Regions from separate parts of the Mus musculus genome. Here all the other regions are linked to region 6. A link is a contact called in public HiCAR-type and promoter capture Hi-C data. All regions are on one chromosome and are shown on one strand. Each heading gives the region's core, a stretch centred on a gene start, on an enhancer-like site or on the middle of the called end of the contact. The rest is flanking DNA. Distances are from core to core; before and after follow the strand shown.

Region 1 (2,700 bases), core at 169-2,668, 1.9 Mb after region 6:
TTAATTAGCTTTCAGCAGTAAGGCAGAGGTGAGGCCACTCCAGGACAGAATGGAGGATGACAGGCCCTGCAGGCTCCCTATTGCCCCCCAAATTTAATTCCCTTATTTTGCTGCTTCTTGCTTCTCACAAATATTGCTATGTTCCATGTGCTTTGAACTATTTGTAACAGAACCCAACAGTTGCCTTTTTCTTCTTTTCTTAAAATTTTTTTAAAATTTATTTTGTAAGACAAGGTTTAGTTGTATAGTCTGAGCTGGTCTGAAACTTTCTATGTGGACCAGGCTTGGCTCAGACTGGCAGCAATCCTCCTGCCTTGGCCTCCTGAGTGGTGGGATTGTCACACATGTGCTACAATGGCCTGTTGGTGTCTTCTTCGTGTCCTACATGGGTAGGGCCAGAGAAGGAGCTATGCTGGTGGCCAGTAACAACCCAGCCATACTCCTACCTCCATCCAGCTGTTTTACATGGCAACTGGGATGAAATCTCAGGTATTGGTGCTTATGCAAATGTTCCACCCCTGAGTCGTGTCCCCAGCCCCTCACTGGGGGATTCTAGGTAGGAGCTCCACCAGTGAGCTGTGTGGCACATATTGGTTTGTTCTGCCAGTCTTCTGCCTCATCGTCTGCATCACACCTGCTATCTCTTCACGTTTCCATTCCTGGCATCTGTTTCCTCACGTCATCCTCTCTCAGACAGAGGCCTGACCTGCTGTGTGTGGTGTTAAAGGACTTGTGGATGCTCTGGGTCCCAGGCACCCACCAGGAGGGGCATCTGAGAACAGAACTTGGCATGCTTTAGGGAAGCACAGCTGCACAGTTCTCTCCCCCAGGATCACTCTTAGTTCTACCCCATGCAGCAGACACTGCCACTGGCAACAGATGGGTAAACGGAGGCACCAGGGTGCATAGCCAGGGATGGAGGACTGGAGAACGGGCTCCTGCCATCACCATCTGAGGCCTAGGAGTTCTTTTCAGAATCCTCCAAGCTGTACCTGTGGGTTCCAGTGATGGAACTCAAGTCGATTTGTGTGGCGATAGCGTATACTCCTCAGCCTTCTAGCAAGCCTCATCTCATAGCTTTTGAGCAGAATAAAAGGCGAGGTTTTCAGAGGAAGTGGGGGCACGCCCAGCAAGCAGGTGGGCTTCCCAGGAGAAGGCCCCTCTTAGTTCATTAGGACTGGAGGCCCAGAGGTTTGGTTTTTTTCCGCCCGTAATTTTTTTTTTTAAACATTACGCAGTGTGTCTTTTAGGAGGTTAAAGGTTGGAGGCGGAGTGGAAACTGAAGCCTGAAATGTGTTCTAGCCGCAGCAAGTCCCTGCCCGGGCTGGCTCAGGTTGTTCCAAGGACATGCAAAGACAGGAGCCCGAGGCGGGGAGTGCTCTGTAAGCTCAGGTCCCCAGCAGCACCCCAGCCTTTCTGTCTCTGCACAGCTCCCACCCCAGAAGGGTGGCCTGCGGCACAGGTTTCTAGTCTCCCCCGGGCTTCCCGCCCCGCCCCGCCCCCAGGGCGCCCTGACTTTCCGTAAATGACGGCGGCCAGGAAGCTCAGGGGCCGCACAGGAAGGAGCAGGGACTTTCCTGTCGCAGCCTCGGCTGTCCTTTGCCTCGGCACAGCTGCAGGTAGGAGCGCGGGGCACAGGTTCAGGGCGCGGGTGTGCGGGCGCGGGAGCGGGAGCGGGGCGCTGCCTAGACACCGCATTGGCGGCTCAGCAGCGCGCATGCGCGGCGGGCTCCCCAACCCCACCCTCCCTGTTCTAGGAGTGGGGAAGTAAAGGGCCTGAACTTTCCATTTGGTATAATCTCATACTTCTTTAATATTCGTGTCCGCTTTGTTGTTTTATGTCTTATATTTTGAGGATGGCTCTCCGTCCGTAGCCCTGCTGGCTTAGAAGTCACTATGTAGCCCCAAACTCATAGCAATCCTCCTGCAGCCTTCCCAGGAGCAAAAGAACAGGGAAGACAATGTTGATGGTTTTATTTTTGTACACTTCTATAACATTTTAATCTGTTTTATTCTGCGTGTGTGTGCGTTGCACATGTTCCGAGGTCAGAGGAGTGGGTTCGCGCCTTCTAACATGTGGATCCTGGGGACCAGCAGGCTAGGTGGCAAGCGCGTCTTTACTCCCTAAGCCATGTTGGTCACCCTAATTTGTTTCTTGAGACAGGGTCTGACCTTGAACATATAATGACAGTTGTGTACCACCACCTCTGGTAATAGGTTAATGACTTCTTCAGTTCTCGATTTGAGACAGGGTTTCTCTGTGTAGCCCTGGAACTCACTCTGTAGCCCAGGTTGGCTTCCAACTCACAGAGATTCACATGCCTCTGACTCCAGAGTGCTGGGATTAAAGGCATGCACCACCACCACCGCCAAGCTAGATTTTTTTATTTTTTAAAATACAGTCTCATGCGCTGGCCTGGGACTTCTCTCTCTCTCTCTTTCTTTTTTCGAGACAGGGTTTCTCTATGTAGCCCTGGCTGTCCTGGAACTCACTTTGTAGACCAGGCTGGCCTCCAACTCAGAATCCACCTGCCTCTGCCTCCCAAGTGCTGGGATTAAAGACGTGTGCCACCACTGCCCTTCTTGGCCTTGGCCTTCTAATCTTCTGCCTCCCCCTCTGGAGTTTTCTGGTCAAAAGTGTGTGCTGCTATGCCTACTTTTGTTGTCTTATCATGGGAGGGGTGCACATGAAGAGGCCAG
Region 2 (2,758 bases), core at 130-2,629, 1.8 Mb after region 6:
GTGGCCTCCACCCTCCTGACAACGTTCTTCCTACCCACCCTCTGCTCTCTGCTGACATAAACCCCTACTTCCACTCCCCAAGCTTTATTCCTTCATCCCTGGCACTCTGTCTGTCTCTGGGAAGAAACCAAACTTCCAAGCAGTGGGCTCATGACCCTGCCACCCCTTCATGTGGGTCAGCACCTCTCCCCAAGTCCCAACCTGGAGGCCTAAGCTATTCCCTCCCAGCTCCACTGGACCTCCCCCTCCCCCTGCCCCCCTCTCACTCTCAAGCTCCTTGATGCGGGCCTGCTGCTCCAGGGCTTGAGACACCTTCTTCTCCAGGGACTCCTGAAGGGTCACCTGATCAGAAAAGCGGCACAAACATGGGTTGGCTGTTGTCCTGGCCCCTAGGAAACTTCCAGGCAAAGGCATCTGAGACCTTCTCAAGCAAAGCCCCTTTCAGGTTCCCCTCCAACACTCTCCGTATCCACCCAGTCCTACCAAGGTGTAATCTCCAAAACGGCAATTTTAAGTGCCCACATAGGAGTTTGAAAACTCTTCGTAGTTAACCCCTAGTAGAAAGTTCCAGATATTCTCCTACACAAACACACAGCAGAACCGGGCTTCCCAGACAAGGTCTCTCAGAGACATATTAAAAGTTTCAATAATTTGCTAGGTGTGGTGGCTCATGTTTTTAATACTAGCACTTGAAAGGCAGCATTTGAGGCCAGCCTGGTCTACAGAGTGACTTTTAGGACAGCCGGAGCAATTTAGGAGACCCTGTTTCAAAAAATTCAATCAGGGCTGAGTGATATCCCAGTGAAGCCAAATGCTGGTCCCTAAGTCAGGTTCGAGCTCTCCAACTCAAGCACTCTACACAAAGTTTGGAGAGTCACCAAAGGAAGGGAGGATACTGAGGCCCCTGATTGCAGAGCTGTAGGGAGTTCTAAGGTCTCCCAGGATTTCAGTCTTTAGTAGCTGGCCTTCGAGGTGGGGGTGGGGGACTTGCTTGGCTGTTTCAAAGCCACTGGAGGGGACGGATTCCAGGCTTACCACGGTCAGGTTGCAGGAGTTTGCCTGTGTCTCGGCCTGCAGCAGACTGTCCTGGGTGCGGGTGAGCTGGCGCTGCAACAGGTGCGTGGTGTTCCGGCACTCAGCCTGCGCTCGCAACCCGTCTCTACAGGCCACGCTGTTCGCTGTGACGGCGAAGTAGATTGTCAGGATGACTAAGGTAACCCCGAACAGGACCACCAAGATCGCGGCCCCCAGCCACTGCCGGTGGCTGCCCCATCCTTGCTTCCCCCCCATCTCATCCATGGGCACGGGCAGATAGTGATAGAAAGAGGGCGCCATGTGATCCGTCGATCCTAGAGGGCTCAGGAACCCTTTCCAGGCCACGCCCTTATTAGCATAACCCCGCCCCACCACTGCTTCTAGCAAATAGCAACTTCAGGAGTCCAACGCAATTCTAGAGCCGCCGGGTTGCAAACTGCTAGTGGAGAAACTGCAGCCTTTCAGTTTCATTTTCCTGGAATGCCCCTAGAAGCAAGAGAAACTTCTGGAATTCAACTCAAATTCTTGGCCTTCGCTGGCCAGTCACCTGGTGCCTGTGGGCTTGGGACTCGACTTAACAGTGGCTGTCCGCCGGGCGGTGGTGGCGCACGCCTTTAACCCCAGCACTTGGGAGGCAGAGACAGGCCGGTTGTCGGTTTGGTCTCCTAGAAGGGGAACTAAGACTTCAAGGTTCAGTTGTGGACTGAAGACCAAAGGCCAAGGTTTGAGGTCAGGGGTCTCCATTCACGAAAGGATCGTGGGAGCTATTGAGAATCTGTATATTGAGAATAGTGGCTACAGAGCAGCGGGCAGGAAACCAAGCCTGGCCAGGTAGCAAAGTGTGCCTCCCAGCTCTTGTCCTGGCATCAGGAGCAACCTGGCGGGGAAAACCTGCCTGCGGGAAAACCTCTGTGAACGGGGTAAAAAAGGAGTGTTTCAGTGAGCACCAGGCACTCAGAGAGGGCTTGGCCTGGCTTTGGGCAAAAGTGACATGAAGCATGACCTGGAGTTAGCATAGGGGTTGTCCTTGATTTCCTATCCTTCTGTCTCTGCCTCCCGAGTGCTGGGATGGCAGGTGTGCTCCACTACTCTGGAATCCTCCCTGGCTCCGCTGAATGTCCTGAATGGTACCCACCTCAAAACACTATGGAGTCTTTACTGAGGACACATAGGGCAGACCACATTCAGTCAAGGGGTTCTCTTCAGGACTGAAACTGTGTGGCCAAAGCACTAGTATATGGAGAGATTACGTTTTCTGTCCTTGTGAAGACCAGTTTGCATAGGAGGACTCGGTGTTGTGTTTTATAAAAAGAAAAAGAAGCCAGGGATATGTTTGATGGGGGTGTGGTATGGTGTGGGGGAAGAGGGTGCTTCTGCAGGCCCAGGCTGAGGCCCCCAGGGTACCAGTCACACAATGGGATGTAGAGTATAGAATAGAGTTTATTTAGGGCATGGGGAGGGGAGTTGAGGGCCTAGTAGAGACAGAGAAAGGCAGAGAGAGAGAGAGAGTAGAGGAGTAGAGGCTAGCCGGGAACAGGTAGAGAGAGAGGTGGGAGGGGAATGGGGAGAGAGGAGGAAGAGGGTAAAGGGAGCAAGATCTAGAAGAGGAGAAAAGAGAGGAAGAGGCAAGCAGCCCCTTTTATAGTGAGTCAGGCACACCTGGCTGTTGCCAGGTAACTGTGGGGCGGAGCCTAGATGAAATGCCAATGTTATGCCCAGTTCT
Region 3 (2,765 bases), core at 228-2,727, 1.5 Mb after region 6:
CAGCTTACTCTTCCACATTGCTGTTCATCACCAAAGGAAGTCAGGACTGGAACTCAAGCAGGTCAGGAAGCAGGAACTGATGCAGAGGCCACGGAGGGATGTTCCTTACTGGCTTGCTTCCCCTGGCTTGCTCAGCCTGCTCTCTTATAGAACCCAAGACTACCATCCCAGAGATGGCACCACCCACAAGGGGACCTCCTCCCTTGACCCTAATTGAGAAAATGCCTTACAGCTGGATCTCATGGAGGCATTTCCCTAACTGAAGCTCCTTTCTCTGTGATAACTCCAGCCTGTGTCAAGTTGACACAAAACTGGCCAGTACATCAGTTATCTACTTTCACCATATGAAACCCATGGATCAAAATAAGATCATGAGGCTTGGTGGCAAGAGCCTTTGTTTCACCCACTTGACCTTCACAGAGTGTCCTTTGCTGTATACAGTCACAATAGCCCGTGACCCTCATCCTTCAGACTCTTAAGCAAACACCCATGGGTGTAGTGAGTCAGGGCTAAAGGGGAGTGCGACAAGCAACCCTAGAGCTCCTGAGGCCTAGGAAAAGGTCTGTGCTGGGACTAAAGTCGTGCTACCATGTAGGGTCACGTTTTTCCTTTAAAAAAAGGAAGGCTAGGTGGTGGTGGCACATGCCTTTGAACCCAGCACTTGGCAGGCAGATTTCTGTGAATTCAAGGCCAGACTGGTCTACAGAGCTCCGGATCAGCTACACACATACACACACACACACACACACACACACACACACACACACACACAAAACAAAAAACAAAAAACACCACTGTCTCCAAGGGGAAAAAGAGAGAATGTCCACCAAAGTCCACGCACAACCCCAATTCTGAACTGCATCTGGGACCCCAGCTCCCCAGCACGCACCGAAGCGGCTCAGAGCCTGGGCTTCTGGTCTGGGAGAGATTCGGGCATTGGCTCATAAGATCCCAGTTCTCCAGCTCCGCTGCCTGTGAGCCCAGGATCTGGTCTTTGGCCAACCCACAGGAGCCCCTAAATTCCGCCCTTCTGAGATCCCAACTCACCCTGCGTCCCGTTCTGAGGAATCCGCCATTCTCCCGCCTTCCACTCAAAGGCAAGCGTCTCAGGGTCCCGCCCGCTAGGAGGCAGGGAGTAGTGCTGGAAGCCGGAGGGTGCTCTCTTCACGCGAGCCGCGGGGCGGGCTCCAAGCTTGCTACAGTTCGTTCAGCCTGGCCAAGAGCGCCGAAAAAGGGCGTGGCTCCAAGGTGTCCCTCAGACGTGTGGGCTTCCGGCACCAACCTGAGCGGGCTAAAATACTGCTGGGGAGGGGCGTGACTATCATAGCGCCCGCCCCTCTCAGCTGTGGAACACTTAGCATCTGGAATGCACCAACCGCAGAGGGCGTTCGCTGCGCGCCTTTAGATGGGGCGGGACCTCGAGTCGCCCCGCCTCTCCGACGAGTTGGCGCCCGCCCACTCAGCGCCTCCGGAACCCGGAAGTGAAATCGCACGGTGCAGCGGCGGGCGAGGCTGGTCGCTTCGGGGCGGGGCGGCCGGGAGCAGCGGGCAGGCTGGCCGGGGACCGGTGGCGCGCAGCGGCCCGAGGTCCAGGTAAGTTCTCGCGGCGGCCGTGAGTGGAGACCCGAGCCGGGGTTGTGCACCGGGTTGCTCCTGAAGTCGTGGGACGTGAGGGCAGGATGCGGCCTGGGGGACGCGTGGACGCTGAGGGGGTTGAGACTGGCGGGCTTACCGCGTCTTTCAGCGGCGGCTGAGGAGAGGACGTGGCTAAGGTGGCATCTGGGGGGATCTCAGGAAACGGGGGAGGCCAGGAAGGCGGAGCCGAGGGGCCGTGCTAGGGAAAGGGACTTCTGCACTCGCGGTCTGAGCCCTAGGGTGTCAGAGAGGCGCCGGGCTCTCAGAGAATGGGAAACGGTCTGTGGCAACCCACTGTTGGGGCTGGAACGTCTAAAAGAGTGGGCCTGGAAAGACACGCAAAAACAGTTCCTCAGAGGGCCGGAGGAGTGGAGAGGAGGAGGAAAGGGAGATGACGGGGTGCAGCCTCTGGAGACTCGCCCCCGCCTTCCCCTCTTGATTCATCTTCTTCCTGACTTCACTCCCGGACAGCTGGGTGATCCGCCAGGGCGAGTCCCAGCGCCCTCTGGGTTCTCTCTCTGCTTTGATAGGCACATCACTTTCTGCTCAAGAAAAGAGTAGCTGGACTCTAGAGGAGGTTGCGGGGTGGGGGTGGGGTTCTGACACCCGAACTGCGTTTCAGAAGAAAGGGAGCCGGTAGGGTGGAAGCCACTCTCTCAAGAGAGTCACATCCTTGGACTTAAACGTTTTTTTGTTTTTTGTTTTTTGTTTTTAAATGACTTACAGGAAATGTATACCTCAGCGGTGGCAGAGATCTCAGCCCCGTGGAGTCACAGCTGCCAACAAACCCTCCCTTCTTTTTCTAGGGACCCTAACTCCCAAGGCTTTATAGGGGAGTCCTTTTGTGCCTCTTTGGCTCATTTTCCAGCACTTTAAGACATCCACCTAGCAGCCCCTCAGGTTGTATCTCCTTACCTTGTTGGGTATTGTCTAGTCTTTGAGACTTCAGTATCTTAAGGTGTCAAGGAATGGCTGGAGGTGGCATGAGCAACTATAAAGTTATTGTCACCGGCCTCTCTGCTCCTACAAGGCCTTGGAGCTGCCTGGTTTTGATTGGCATCACTTTCTCCCCCCCCCCCCTTACCAGTATTCCCTGTCTGCTGTGTGCTTGCTGAAAGGAGGCCAGGTTT
Region 4 (2,959 bases), core at 306-2,805, 1.7 Mb after region 6:
TCCAGCTTGCTGGGAAATGCTCAACCACAAAGCTAAGCCTGATACCAGATTTTTAAAGAATGTTTGTTTGTTGTGGGCAGGAGCGCTTTGGCGAGTGTATGGAGGTGAGAGGACGGACACCTGTGGAAACTGATTCTTTCCACCATGTGGGTCCAGGGGATTGAACTCAGGTCGTCAGACTTAGAAGCAAGCACCAAAACCCACAGCCCTGATCTCCCATGTTTTCCCACTTCAGAGTGGCCCACCCTGAAGTCCTGTGAGCACTTAGTAGGTAATGAGCACTTGCTCTAAACGTGTTAAGATGGAACCACGGGGGCCGGGCACTGGTGGCGCACGCTTTTAATCCCAGCACTTGGGAGGCAGAGGCAGGCGGATTTCTGAGTTCCAGGCCAGCCTGGTCTACAGAGTGAGTTCCAGGACAGCCAGGGCTACACAGAGAAACCCTGTCTCGAAAAAAACAAAACAAAAACAAACACACAAACAAACAAAAAAGATGGGACCACAGGAGATGGACAACGTCACTGTCCCTGTTTCACAGACTGAAAGTAGGGCAGATGGGAACCTGAGGGCTTTGAGACTATACTGTACCCGGCAGCACTAACTAAAGAGCGCCCGCCCGCACAAGTCGAGAACCAGAGAATTGGCAGTGCGAGGGCGCTCGCGAAGCCCCGCCCGCCCAGAACCTGGTATTCGAGCCTGCTCCTTCACCCCGCAGTTCAGTGCTGTCCCGGGTTAACCCGAAGTTAACTGGAGGCCCCAGGATGCCTATCCCGGAACACACATCGGACCTGCGGCCAACCGGGACCCCGAAGAGGGCGGGGAAGCCAGGGCTGGAGCTGGGCTGGAACCGCCAGAAAGGCTTCCTTGCCTGGGGATGGCGCCTGGCTAAAGATACTTGCCCAGGAGCTGCAGCTGGCAAAGATGGGGTAGCGGGGATCAGTGAAGAGACACAAGAAGGGCCAGGAAGAAACTTCCCAGAAGTTTGGACCAGATTTTCCCTGACCTAGGGCGTGGCTTCTCCCGGAACTCATCCCCTGCAGTCACTAAGATGCTTTGAGTTTTCTGTCTCTAACTGGGTGTAGAATACCCCGACCCCACCTCCCTCGTGATGGTGAAAGGACAACTTGCACAAGTCTGGTCTCCTTCACTAAGCTGATCCCGGGGATAGAACTCAGATTGTCAAGTTTGGCAGCAAGTGCCTTCTGCGCTGCCTTTCATGGACTTTACAGTCGGAGCGCACACATAGCTTCTTAGCTTCTCTAAGACTACGGAATGGGCACAAGGAAAAGAAGGGCTCGAACCACCGCTGAGATATATCCTGCATTTTCTTCCTCCCACTATTGTGTCAGATACCTGTTGCTCTAGGAACCGAAAACTTTGCTCTGTGTTTCCGCGGGACACTCTTGCGTTGTACACACCCGCATCCCAACTTCGTTTCCCTTGGATCAGCCAATAGGAATCAAAATCTATAGATAGAGGGCGGGACCTCCTATAGGCGATCCAATGGTAGTTGAGAGTCGTACCGCTAAGTCACACCGCAAAGGGGCAGGACTTTCTTCCCGAACTTGAAGCCCTGCGGGAGTGTCGGCCAAGGTGCTTGCAAAATTGGAAATCCATGTGGCGTGGGCTGAGCGCCCTGGTGACCCAGGCGGCGTGGGCGCCCCTCAGGTGAGTGGCACGGACCCGCTGTCACGCGCTAGACGTTGCTTTAGGACCCAGGTTTGCCCCTGAAGTTCCAGACCCCGTTCCTCCTCCCGCAGCTGCCGTGTCTTTCCAAGCCCATCGCCTGGCCACCGCTCGTACAGCTTGGGCATCAACGGGCGACCATCCCTCCGTCCATGTTCACCCCGAGGCTCGGGTTTCTGGATGCGCTTACTCGTTTCCTTTCCGATCTCCAGGCTGTGCGCACGCTGCAGCACCAGTGCAGAGTCCTTAGTCCCCAGCAGCACCATCTTCGCACTCAGCTCCGGCCAGGGACGCTGCGCCATCGCAGTGATCCGCACCAGCGGTCCAGCTAGCGGGCTCGCGCTCCGCAGCCTCACGGCGCTCCAGGAGCCGCCTCCTGCCCGCAGAGCCTGCCTGCGCCTTCTCCGCCACCCGTGCTCCGGGGAGCCACTGGACCGCTCACTCGTCCTCTGGTTCCCAGGTGAGGGGCCGGATCCGGGAGCCCACGGCGCTCGTGTCCGGGTCTCAGTCCCCTCCAGGAGTCAGCCCGGGTCGTGCCCATCCCCTAACTCTGCTTTTTTCCATACAAGGACCCCAGAGTTTCACGGGTGAGGATTGCGTGGAGTTTCACGTACACGGAGGTCCTGCGGTGGTCAGCGGTGTCTTGCAGGCATTGGGTGAGGCTCTGTTGAGTGGCACTGTTCCTGGGGGAGACTAAAAGGTATTGGAGATAGACTGCAAAACACATTGTCATTTGGGAGAAGAGATGTATCATATTAACCCAGGCCTTCTAGATGACTCTGCCAGTAAAGGTGATTGTTGCCAAATGTGAACCCGAGTGGTGAAAGGTGAGAATTGATTCCTGCAGGCTGTCTTTTGACTTCCTGGTGTCACACACACACGCAGAGACTTCAGCATGGGGAGGACTTTGAGGAAAGCTCAGACTCAAGTGCATGTTTGGTGGTAGTTGTTTGGAGGAAGTGCTAAGTCCTATTTAGGGAGTTGATGAGTAGCTGGTACGATGTACCAGCGTACAACCAGGCTTTCTGTGATTTCTGGGTGGTGGGGATAGGGAGGGTCTTGCCTTTTCAGAAAGAATTGTGTCACCTTTACTTAATGTGTGTTCATCCAACAAGTTTGCCACAGGAAGCCCCTGATGGCCAGCACTCTGTCAGTCTGGGGCCTGCGTGTGTAATCAGCACTGATGGGGAGGGGCAACTGCAGGTGACCTCAACAGCTTGCTGGCCTGGGTTCTAAGAGAGATATCTACATCCCCCAGATGGGGTGTGGTGGT
Region 5 (2,700 bases), core at 84-2,583, 1.8 Mb after region 6:
GTAATGGGATGTGACTTGTTAAGGTTTGGGAGGTAGAATTGGGATTTGGGGGCTCCTTATCTCAAAGAGCTGCCTTTGCAGCTCTCTCCACCCCCGGGTGTGAATTTCGACTTTCTCGGAGTCTGGAATGCTGAGAAGCCTCGGGGCTTGGATCTAGGACAAGCTGGATCAGGCAAGCTCCAGCACAGGCAGGCGCTGGGCGGGAGTGGGTCATGGGCGCAGGGATGGGGATCTTGCAGACTTTCTGGGATTTAGCGGGACGGAGCCACACCCCTGGAGCCATAGCCCCGCCTTCAGCACCTGCTTGTTTTCACCGCTTGGTTGCCGTGGAGACTCGTAGGTACCCTGGGCTAGCCGCTCTAGCTTGAGAGTCTCGTTGGGTTGCGGGCTCTCTGGCCCGCGGTTCTTCTCGATGGCCTAAGCCTTCCGGAAGGGGGTCGGCCGGTGCGGAGCCGGGTTGAGGGGCTGAGAGCTTTTGGCCGCGGATTGGAAGGTTTGGGGCGGGACTAGGTGGGCCGCACGGACCGGGCCTCTCTGTGAACAGTGACTGTCGAAGCCTGGAGGCAACGCGGGAGGCTCAGGTAGAATCTGGGTCCCGAATGCCAGATAGTCTCGGGACTGTGGGCGGGCCCGCGCCTGTGGGCGGAGCCATAGGCATCACCTGGCGCGTAGCCCGGGTCAGTGCGGAGGTGCGGATGGGGGCGGAATGTTGGGACTGCTGAGGGCGGGGTCAAAGGCTTCACCTGTAGGGAGGGATTTGAGGGTAGAGTGATCACCTGTGAGCTAGGGGGGTGGGGTCACAGGCCTTCATCTGGAGGAGGAGCCTCGATCAGGTTGCCGGACTTTGATTTGAGGCTCCCAATGTGGGCGGAGAAAGAGGCCTCAGTTGGGGCGTGGCCTAATGATGAGGGGGATGATGGAGGCTGTCCTTGTAGGAACACCCAGCCTCTGAGGCCGGATAAGCATGAGGATAACAAGTGAATTTTGAGACACAGAGGAGGGATGAGGCGACATTAGGGCATGGCCTGGACCATTGGCTGCGAAGGGCCTAGGTGTGTGCGGGTTACTAGGCGACCCCAGGCTTGGAGGGCTGAAGCTCAAGGGTGGAGCTTGACCGTGGGGGTGTCTAGCCACGTGGTCAGTGCTTGGGGAAGGGGGGAGGTCTGGCTTTGATGGGCGGAGGATAAAGATTGATATGGAAGTAGCCAATCCCAGGCCTTGAGGCGGTCAATGTTAAGTAAACTGGTTGGATTTGGCTTTCTTGGTGCTTAGCTCAGCGGCGGCGGGGCGGGACCTGATACTAAGGTACACGCTGGGGGCGGGGCCAGGCTTGTAGTAAAAGCGTTTGGGTTTAGGCTACAGTGTGGAAAAAGAACGCGGCCAGGGTCTGTGACGTGACCTGGGCGGGATCAGGACTAGGTGGGAGGCGGTACCTGCGGTCTCAGCTGTGTGCTCCGCAGGATGCGGGCTCCTGGAGCAGGAACAGCCTCTGTGGCCTCACTGGCGCTGCTTTGGTTTCTGGGACTTCCGTGGACCTGGAGCGCGGCGGCGGCGTTCTGTGTGTACGTGGGTGGCGGCGGCTGGCGCTTTCTGCGTATCGTCTGCAAGACGGCGAGGCGAGACCTCTTGTAAGTAGATGGAGTTGAAATTTAGGGGTCGTGGATGCATGGCCCTCGGGCGAGCTAGAGTCTTGCAGGGTGGTGTGAGGGTCCCCTTATGGCCTGAATTTGGTTTTATTGTCTGGGCTGGGGCCAGAAGGTGGAATGACTGACTGGAGGGCTCTGCAGGGTCCTGCAGAAGACAGAACTCTGGGGGGAATTGTTAGGGTGGTCGTTTGCCACCGTTAGAGTGGGTAGCTGGTGGGTATTGAGAGTACTAGGGGTTCCGGTGGCGTGGTGTAGACTGTGAGAGGCTTCTGTGGGATTAGTGGGGTGACCCACTGTCCAGATTCTTGGAATGAACAGGTTTGGGGTGAAGGAGCATCTTGCGGAATCTACAGGACTAGGGTGTCTAAAGAATCTGTAGTGTTGGCCCCTCAGATAACATGTGAGTGTGGAACTTTGACTATTATTCAGGGTCGGTGGGACGGTCTCTATGTATGCACAGTGTATGCACAGCGTCTCTGAGGAGTCAGGGTGTGCAGGGAACATGGAGGCTTCTGGGGTAACCTTAGTGTTGATGGAATTCAAAGTCTCAGGTCAACCCTTGTGGGACCATCTGGGTGCCTTCACAGATCTTCAGGGAGGCAGACTGGGCATCGTTAAGAGTGAGGAAACAGGTTTATGGGGGTGGGGGCAGAGCAGAATGGTGTGGAATGGGGGGTCACAGACTTACTGGCTCTGAGCTTTCTTTTTTTCTTTCTTTTTTTCTTTTCTTTTTTTTAGTGGTTCTCACCTGCCTTTGCTTCCTGGATTGACTTTCTTTCTTCCTTTCTCTCTTTCTTTCTCTCTTTCTTTCTGTTTTTTCTTCTCCTAAAGAAGCAAAGAAACTTCATTTGAAGCAAATTAGTCATGTGGTCAGAGATGACACTGTGAGGAGTGACAGTCGCTCCCAAGGACTCCAGGTCTTGTTTTGGGAAATGGGCTCTCATGTAGCCCAGGCTGGCCTGGAACTCTTCATGGAGCCCAGGCTGTCCTGGAACTCCCGATCCTCTCCCTTTATCTCCCCTGTACTAGGGTGACACATGAGGTTGCTGCTGTG
Region 6 (2,719 bases), core at 196-2,695:
ACAGTGTGCTTATTTATAATAATAAATAAATCTTTTTTAAAAAAATCTTCTTGAATACAAGATTAACACAAGAAGTCCATCTTCCAGTATAATAGCAATGAGCAACTGAATGGTTAGCAATTTCCCCGAGTATGTAGCACCACAGCTCAAAGGAGACACAAAGAGAAGCATATACTAAATTTCACAAAGATCCTTGGATGAAGATAAATTTCTTTTTCAAAAATGAATCAAGCCAGGCACGGTGGCACAGGTCTTTAATTCCAGCACTTGGGAGTCAGAGACGAGGGATCTCTGTGAACTCAAGGCCAGCCTGAGCTACATGGCAAATTCCCATACAGCCAGGAATACATAGAGCAGTCACTCTAAACCTTCCTAACGCTGCGGCCCTTTGATACATTTCCTCATGTTGAGGTGACTCCCAACCAAAAAATTATTTTTGTTGCTATGTTATAATTGTAATGTTGTAACTGAGCAGTATCTCAGTTCCTAAAGCCATTGGGAATTAGTGTTTTCTGATTGTCTTAACCGAAAGGTAAAGAACCACTGACACAGAGAGATCCAGTGTCCAGAAAAAAGAAAAAAAAAATCAAATAAGAATATGCACTGGCCTAGTAAATAGAAGACAACACCAAGATGTTGCTTTCCTCAATTTACACTATAAATTCAAAACACAATCCCAACAAGAATGCTAACATCTTGTGTAACAGCAGAAAGCCGTTCTAAGGTTTATATGTAAAGGGGGAAAAAAAACCCTCAACGTTCCAGACAATTCTAAATAAATAGTACACAAATAAAAGATTTTATCTTTACAAAGAAATTTAATGATCATAATAGTGTACGAATATTTGGAAACTAATTTATCTACAAAACAGTATAAAAAAAGAACCTCACAAAATAGTCAATGTTCTTTTAAAAGAGCAAATTAAACTCAGGAGAGTAATTGTCTTCACAAATACTATCCAACATAGGCATAAATAAGCAAAAACTTAAGAGTTTACAACTCCCACAAAAGTATTTCAAAGTGGACTCTCCACCAATATGTGAAGACAACTCAGGGGAACCGGCAGGACCTTGAGTTCAGCAAACAGCCTCAGGGTACAACACAAAAACCACTTCGTGGCCGTGACGTCACCGACACGGAGGGCGGGGCCTCCCCTGCGGCGCCCTGAGCTCTGCGCAGACGCGGCCGAAGGGCGGAGCGACACAGCCGCAGCGACCTAGTCGCCGCCAACCGCAGCGGGCCTAACGCCGCACAAGCGAAGAGCTACCGATAGCTGCCACTCCTCTCCACCTGGGACAGCGGCCCTGCGCTCACCATGTCGCGGCTTCCGAGCTGCCCGTGCTCCCCTCACAGCGGCGGCCACAGCGCAGCACACGCACCCACGGGGCCTCCCTGAGCCACGGAGTTCAGTCTACAACACGGCGGACAGAGAAAATCCGCCTCCCACTGCCCTACCTCGCTCTTGATTGAGTGGTGTAAGCTTGAAGGCCCTGATTGGCTAGGTCCGCCCAGCGACTGCTGATTGACAGCAGGAGCTGAAGTGATGACCAGGCAGTCTCTGCCCTGGACTGCCTGCCTTTTACTCCAGCATATGGTCAGGAGAATTTACATTGACGCAGAACTTGTTCTTGTTCTTGGAGAGCTGGGCCCTGCTGTCTCAGTGAACTCGGCAAGCACTTCCTAGTCTAACAGGGTACCAGATGGTTCTCGTAAGCAGTCCAGTTACCAACTCAGTGTCTAATACAATGGCCCCTGTGCCTCAGACCTAGGAGGCCAGTCAGACCACTCTGGTTCCAGTTGATACTGAGAGGTTGAGAGCACATGCTGCTCTTCAGAGGACCCAAGTTCAATTTCCAGAACCCACATCGGGTGACTCCAAACTGTCTGCAAATACGGCTGCTTAGAGAACCCAGGACCACCAGTCCAGGGATGGCCCCAGCCACAATGGGCTTTCCCCCCATTAATCTCTAATTTTTAAAAATGACCTCACAGGCTTGCTTACAGCCCAAGCTCATGGAGACATTTTCAATTGAGGCTCCCCACTCTGATGACTCAAGCTTGTGTCAAATTGACATAAAACTAGCCTGCACAAATAAACATACCCAATGCAAACAAACAGACAAAATTAGAGTTGATAAAAAAAAAAACAGGAGCTGGAGAGATCGCTCAGTGATTAAGGGCACTTGCCTGACATAGTTACATTTCTGTTGCTATGATAAAACTTCATGATTGAAGTGACTTATAAAACAGTTTAACCAGGCTTAGAGGTGCAGTGTGTAACAGTCCATGCTGGTATTGTTAAGGCTTGGCCACAGGCTGAGGACTCACACCTTAATCCACTGAGAATGGCACAAGTCTTTTAAAACCTCGAAGACCACCTCCACCACCAAGGCTGCACCCAATTCTTCCCAAACAGTTCCATCACTGGGGACCAAACACTGAAACATGGCCTATGGAAGCCATTCTCATTCAAACCACCTCCTTCCACTCCCTGGCCCCCATAGACCATACTATAATGCAAAATGCATTTGGTTCTCCGTCAAAAGTCCCCATAGACTTTCACAGTCTCAACATTATTTAAAGGTCCAAATATCTTCTAAGGCTCAAGACAATTCTCTCCTTGGCGGATGTCTCATGGCTCTAGGATCTCCACTGAAATCCAGGTTTGAATTCCAAAATGACTCACAATAGCTTCTCAGTACCTTCCATGCAGGGACT
Region 7 (3,047 bases), core at 407-2,906, 1.6 Mb after region 6:
GTCTACAGCTGAGAACAAAGTTGGTCTTAGCCAGGGCTCACCTGAGTGGAGACTGTCCCTCTTGGACTTCCTGAGTGTTAAGATCATGGGGTGCAGCCTGCCTGTCTTCCTTGCTCTCCCTCTCACTGTGCTGTCTCTGTTGGTCACTTCCTTGGCACATCTGTCACTGTTCCACATCAGTGTGTCTGCTCCCAAGGCTGGATCTGCCTCTTCCCCAGTCACCAGCTTACCTGTCTCTGCAGAGTCTCCTTCTCTGCCTGGGCGTCCTGCAGTGAAGCCTGAGTGCATGCCAGCTCATCCTCCCGGTTGCACAGGGCTAGCCGCAGCCAGGCGTTCCTCTCTATGAGGCGAGCAGCCTCCTGCTGTCCAGGTCCTGCGTCTTCTTTCTCATCACCAAAGGGCCCCGGAGCCCCCTGGTCTCTGTCTTCTGCTTCCACTGACTTTGGAAAGCTTAGCGAGTGGTGGCGCAAGGCAGCTACAACTGCCTCAAGGGAGCTCAGCCTGCACTGCAAGGTCTCATACACACTGGGTACTGATATCTCAGCAGGGCCACTATCCAGGGGGGCTTCTTGCAGGACCTGGTGGGCTTCCACCTCAGGCTCGCACTGTTCTTCTGGGCTCAAGGATAGAACCGCATGGGATCCCACATCACAACCCTCCTTGATCCTGTGAAGATAGTGGGGGAACCCCAGCCACCTGAGGCTCAGAAGAGACCTGGAGGGCTAACCCTAGGGTCGCTAGGAAGGTAGAGTAGGGAATGAGCGGCATGGCTGGAGGATAAACAGGAAGAGGAGAGAGGCAGGCAGCAGAGGCAATGGGCAGGTGAGTGGCAGGAGGCAGCTTTGTGCAGGGGGGGTGTTGGGGTGTTGGGCTAGAATATAGGGTACATACTAAATGCATCCTACCAGTTCCTTGGGCTCTGAAGGCCAGGACCAAGGTATTCCTGATGCAGCTCAGGTTTAGTCTCGAAGCGTCCATTGTTGGCATCTACTTCCTCTGAGCTCTCAGCTACAGGGTCTAGCTCCCCCTGTGAATGAACCCCGTTTCCCCCCAACACACACACACAGTCTCTTGGCCATCATATCCAGCTCCACCTGTGGAGGACTCCCCTACACCACCACGGGCTCTGAGCCTAGCAGGCCTGGGTTCCCAGGATCCATGGGACTGAGTGTGGCAGGAAGAGGGGCACACTTACAGGCAGAGGATGCCTCCCTCGACGGCTTCGGGGCCGTGTGGCCCGGGCACTCATTGCCTCTGTCACTACAGTCTGCTTTCAGTTCTTGCCTTCGTCACCTTAGAATCCTTGTTTTTTGTTTTTTTGTTTCCTGTAGGATTTTTGGGGTGTCTACTCCGATTGACACATTTAAATATTCATATACCTCTCCAATAGTGCCCACTAACTATCTACTTGTTCCTTACTCCCCCATCCCCCATCTCTACTGGGCATTCTTCTCCCCTCAGCTGTCTGAAGGCGTTTCTCTTATCTGTGCCCCACCCCCCATAGAAGCATTGGGTAGGGACCCTAAAATCCTCTTTCTTCCTACGGCTCTTAGCATCAAACTCCCTCACCCTGGGGGTTGACCCTGCTGCGCTCTTCTCTGCTTCTCCAGAGCACCTTGGGAAAGGCCTGAGATCCAGGGCATATCTCAAGCCATTCTGGCCACTGGCTACTGAGGCTGCGATAGCCAAAAGTGGCCCGGGAGGGGCTGGGAAACAGGAAGCCCCCCTACCCTGATCACATGGACAGTTATTGTTTCGTTTCCTTCTCCAGGATGCCGGCTTCCTCCAGAACGGGAGGAGGATGGAGGACCAGGACCTTTGTCCCGCTCTAAAGATATCAGTATCCCCTTACCCGAGGCCAAACCTTCCATTTTCATTTTGGATTTTTTGTGTCCCCTGTTCACCAGGACTCGCTCTAATGTGAAGGTCTTTGTGTGTGTGTGTGTGTGTGTGTGTGTGTGTGTGTGTGTGTGTGTGTGTTTCTAAAACCAAAAAAAAACCAAAACTGTAGGAGTTGGCTTCAGCATTTGCACAGCTTTTATTTTTCATTACTTTGCTTTACTCATCTTTGTCTGTGGTGGTCCTACTTGTCTCCGAGATCGAACTCAGGCCCCTCAGGATTGGTGGCAAGAGCCTGCACCTGCTCAGTAGCCCACAACGTTTCTCTTCAATGAGTCTGAACTGCTGCATCAGGCGGTTGGAGGCACTGGCAACAATAAGCTTGTCCACAGTGTGTCTGCTGCCTTCTTTACTTTTTCTTTACATTTTAGTTTTTATACAGCGTCTCATTTAGCCCAGCCTGGTCTAAACGCCCGATCTTCGTCTCCGGGTCTCTGGAGTGTTGGGATGACAGGTGTGCACCACCAGTCCTCATCAAGGTACTAGTGAATGAATGCCAACCTAAGTTACATAAGTAACTGAGAAGGCCTTTGGCAAGTCCAAGCCAAGTCCTACCCCGTCAATCATCAAACGGCCCCGCCCAGCTCAGGCTTCTGTCCTATTTCAGCAGAAGCCTTGAGAACCATAGCGTGATTAAACCGGAACTACAAATTACGCCCAATTTTGCTTCTATCCACCACAGATCACACCCACTCCCAGTATTACCCATCTTCAGCCCCATTCCAGCCACTCCAAGCCACACCCCCAGAACGCCTCAGCCTATCAGCTTCCATGTCCCGAGGGCCACTGAACTACATTTCCCAGAAGGTGTCTCGGCAGCGCCGCACAAACTTCCGGCCAGGAAGATGGCGGCTTCCTAGAGTCCTGATTGACTGGCCGCGGTGCCCAGGCTACAGAGTGGAACCTGCGGCACTGTGAACGCGCGTGAGCTTTGTGTCGCCGTGGTCTAACTTCGACCCGGATTGCTGTAGCTCCAGGTTCGTTCTTCTTGAGGACTTAGGGGTGGGGGATTCGAGGTCCCGAGATGCCACCCCTAAAACCGCGCATCCATCGCAGGGTCACTTGGGCTTCCTGTGTTTCCCTAGGGACCGGACCGGCGCCGCCTCAGGGGAAAAGTAGTTTTGGGAAACTTCAACTGTATCTTTTCG

What was found. Promoter capture Hi-C pulls out the DNA fragments that hold promoters and counts their contacts. HiCAR-type assays count read pairs that join an accessible place to other places.
Region 1: a promoter capture Hi-C map of liver shows a contact between it and region 6, with 5 times the contacts expected there. The contact joins the promoter of Jak3 here to the promoter of Zfp963 in region 6. A contact is called at or near these places in 3 of 39 promoter capture datasets (hippocampal neurons and liver).
Region 2: a promoter capture Hi-C map of liver shows a contact between it and region 6, with 6 times the contacts expected there. The contact joins the promoter of Bst2 here to the promoter of Zfp963 in region 6. A contact is called at or near these places in 3 of 39 promoter capture datasets (liver and pre-B cells).
Region 3: a contact with region 6 is called in a promoter capture Hi-C map of pre-B cells, with 5 times the contacts expected there. The contact joins the promoter of Myo9b here to the promoter of Zfp963 in region 6. A contact is called at or near these places in 3 of 39 promoter capture datasets (liver and pre-B cells).
Region 4: a contact with region 6 is called in a promoter capture Hi-C map of pre-B cells, with 4 times the contacts expected there. The contact joins the promoter of Gtpbp3 here to the promoter of Zfp963 in region 6. A contact is called at or near these places in 4 of 39 promoter capture datasets (hippocampal neurons, liver, neutrophils and 1 more) and 1 of 115 datasets of contacts at active chromatin or transcription factors (pancreatic cancer cells).
Region 5: a contact with region 6 is called in a HiCAR-type map of astrocytes, with 2.6 times the contacts expected there. The contact joins the promoter of Slc27a1 here to the promoter of Zfp963 in region 6.
Region 7: a promoter capture Hi-C map of neutrophils shows a contact between it and region 6, with 4 times the contacts expected there. The contact joins the promoter of Ushbp1 here to the promoter of Zfp963 in region 6. A contact is called at or near these places in 4 of 39 promoter capture datasets (cranial neural crest, liver, neutrophils and 1 more), 1 of 115 datasets of contacts at active chromatin or transcription factors (microglia) and 1 of 9 other capture datasets (adipose tissue).

Annotation. Positions count from the first base shown.
Region 1 is chr8:71,674,965-71,677,664 of GRCm38.p6, forward strand. It overlaps Jak3 (Janus kinase 3), which reads left to right and starts at 1,419. Exons shown (of 25, transcript NM_010589.6): 1 at 1,419-1,619.
Region 2 is chr8:71,536,093-71,538,850 of GRCm38.p6, forward strand. It overlaps Bst2 (bone marrow stromal cell antigen 2), which reads right to left and starts at 1,380. Exons shown (of 5, transcript NM_198095.3): 1 at 1,036-1,380; 2 at 267-342. The coding sequence starts at 1,335.
Region 3 is chr8:71,271,237-71,274,001 of GRCm38.p6, forward strand. Myo9b (myosin IXb) reads left to right here and starts at 1,478. Exons shown (of 40, transcript NM_001142322.1): 1 at 1,478-1,593. Haus8 (4HAUS augmin-like complex, subunit 8) reads right to left here and starts at 1,354. Exons shown (of 11, transcript NM_001163042.1): 1 at 1,048-1,354. The coding sequence starts at 1,076.
Region 4 is chr8:71,487,173-71,490,131 of GRCm38.p6, forward strand. Gtpbp3 (GTP binding protein 3) reads left to right here and starts at 1,556. Exons shown (of 9, transcript NM_032544.4): 1 at 1,556-1,668; 2 at 1,899-2,146; 3 at 2,256-2,342. The coding sequence starts at 1,616.
Region 5 is chr8:71,569,261-71,571,960 of GRCm38.p6, forward strand. It overlaps Slc27a1 (solute carrier family 27 (fatty acid transporter), member 1), which reads left to right and starts at 1,334. Exons shown (of 12, transcript NM_001357182.1): 1 at 1,334-1,628. The coding sequence starts at 1,462.
Region 6 is chr8:69,748,517-69,751,235 of GRCm38.p6, forward strand. Zfp963 (zinc finger protein 963) reads right to left here and starts at 1,446. Exons shown (of 4, transcript NM_001200023.1): 1 at 1,316-1,446. The coding sequence starts at 1,318.
Region 7 is chr8:71,394,145-71,397,191 of GRCm38.p6, forward strand. It overlaps Ushbp1 (USH1 protein network component harmonin binding protein 1), which reads right to left and starts at 1,657. Exons shown (of 13, transcript NM_181418.3): 1 at 1,570-1,657; 2 at 1,196-1,325; 3 at 906-1,027; 4 at 231-666. The coding sequence starts at 1,249. Babam1 (BRISC and BRCA1 A complex member 1) reads left to right here and starts at 2,711. Exons shown (of 9, transcript NM_026636.2): 1 at 2,711-2,876.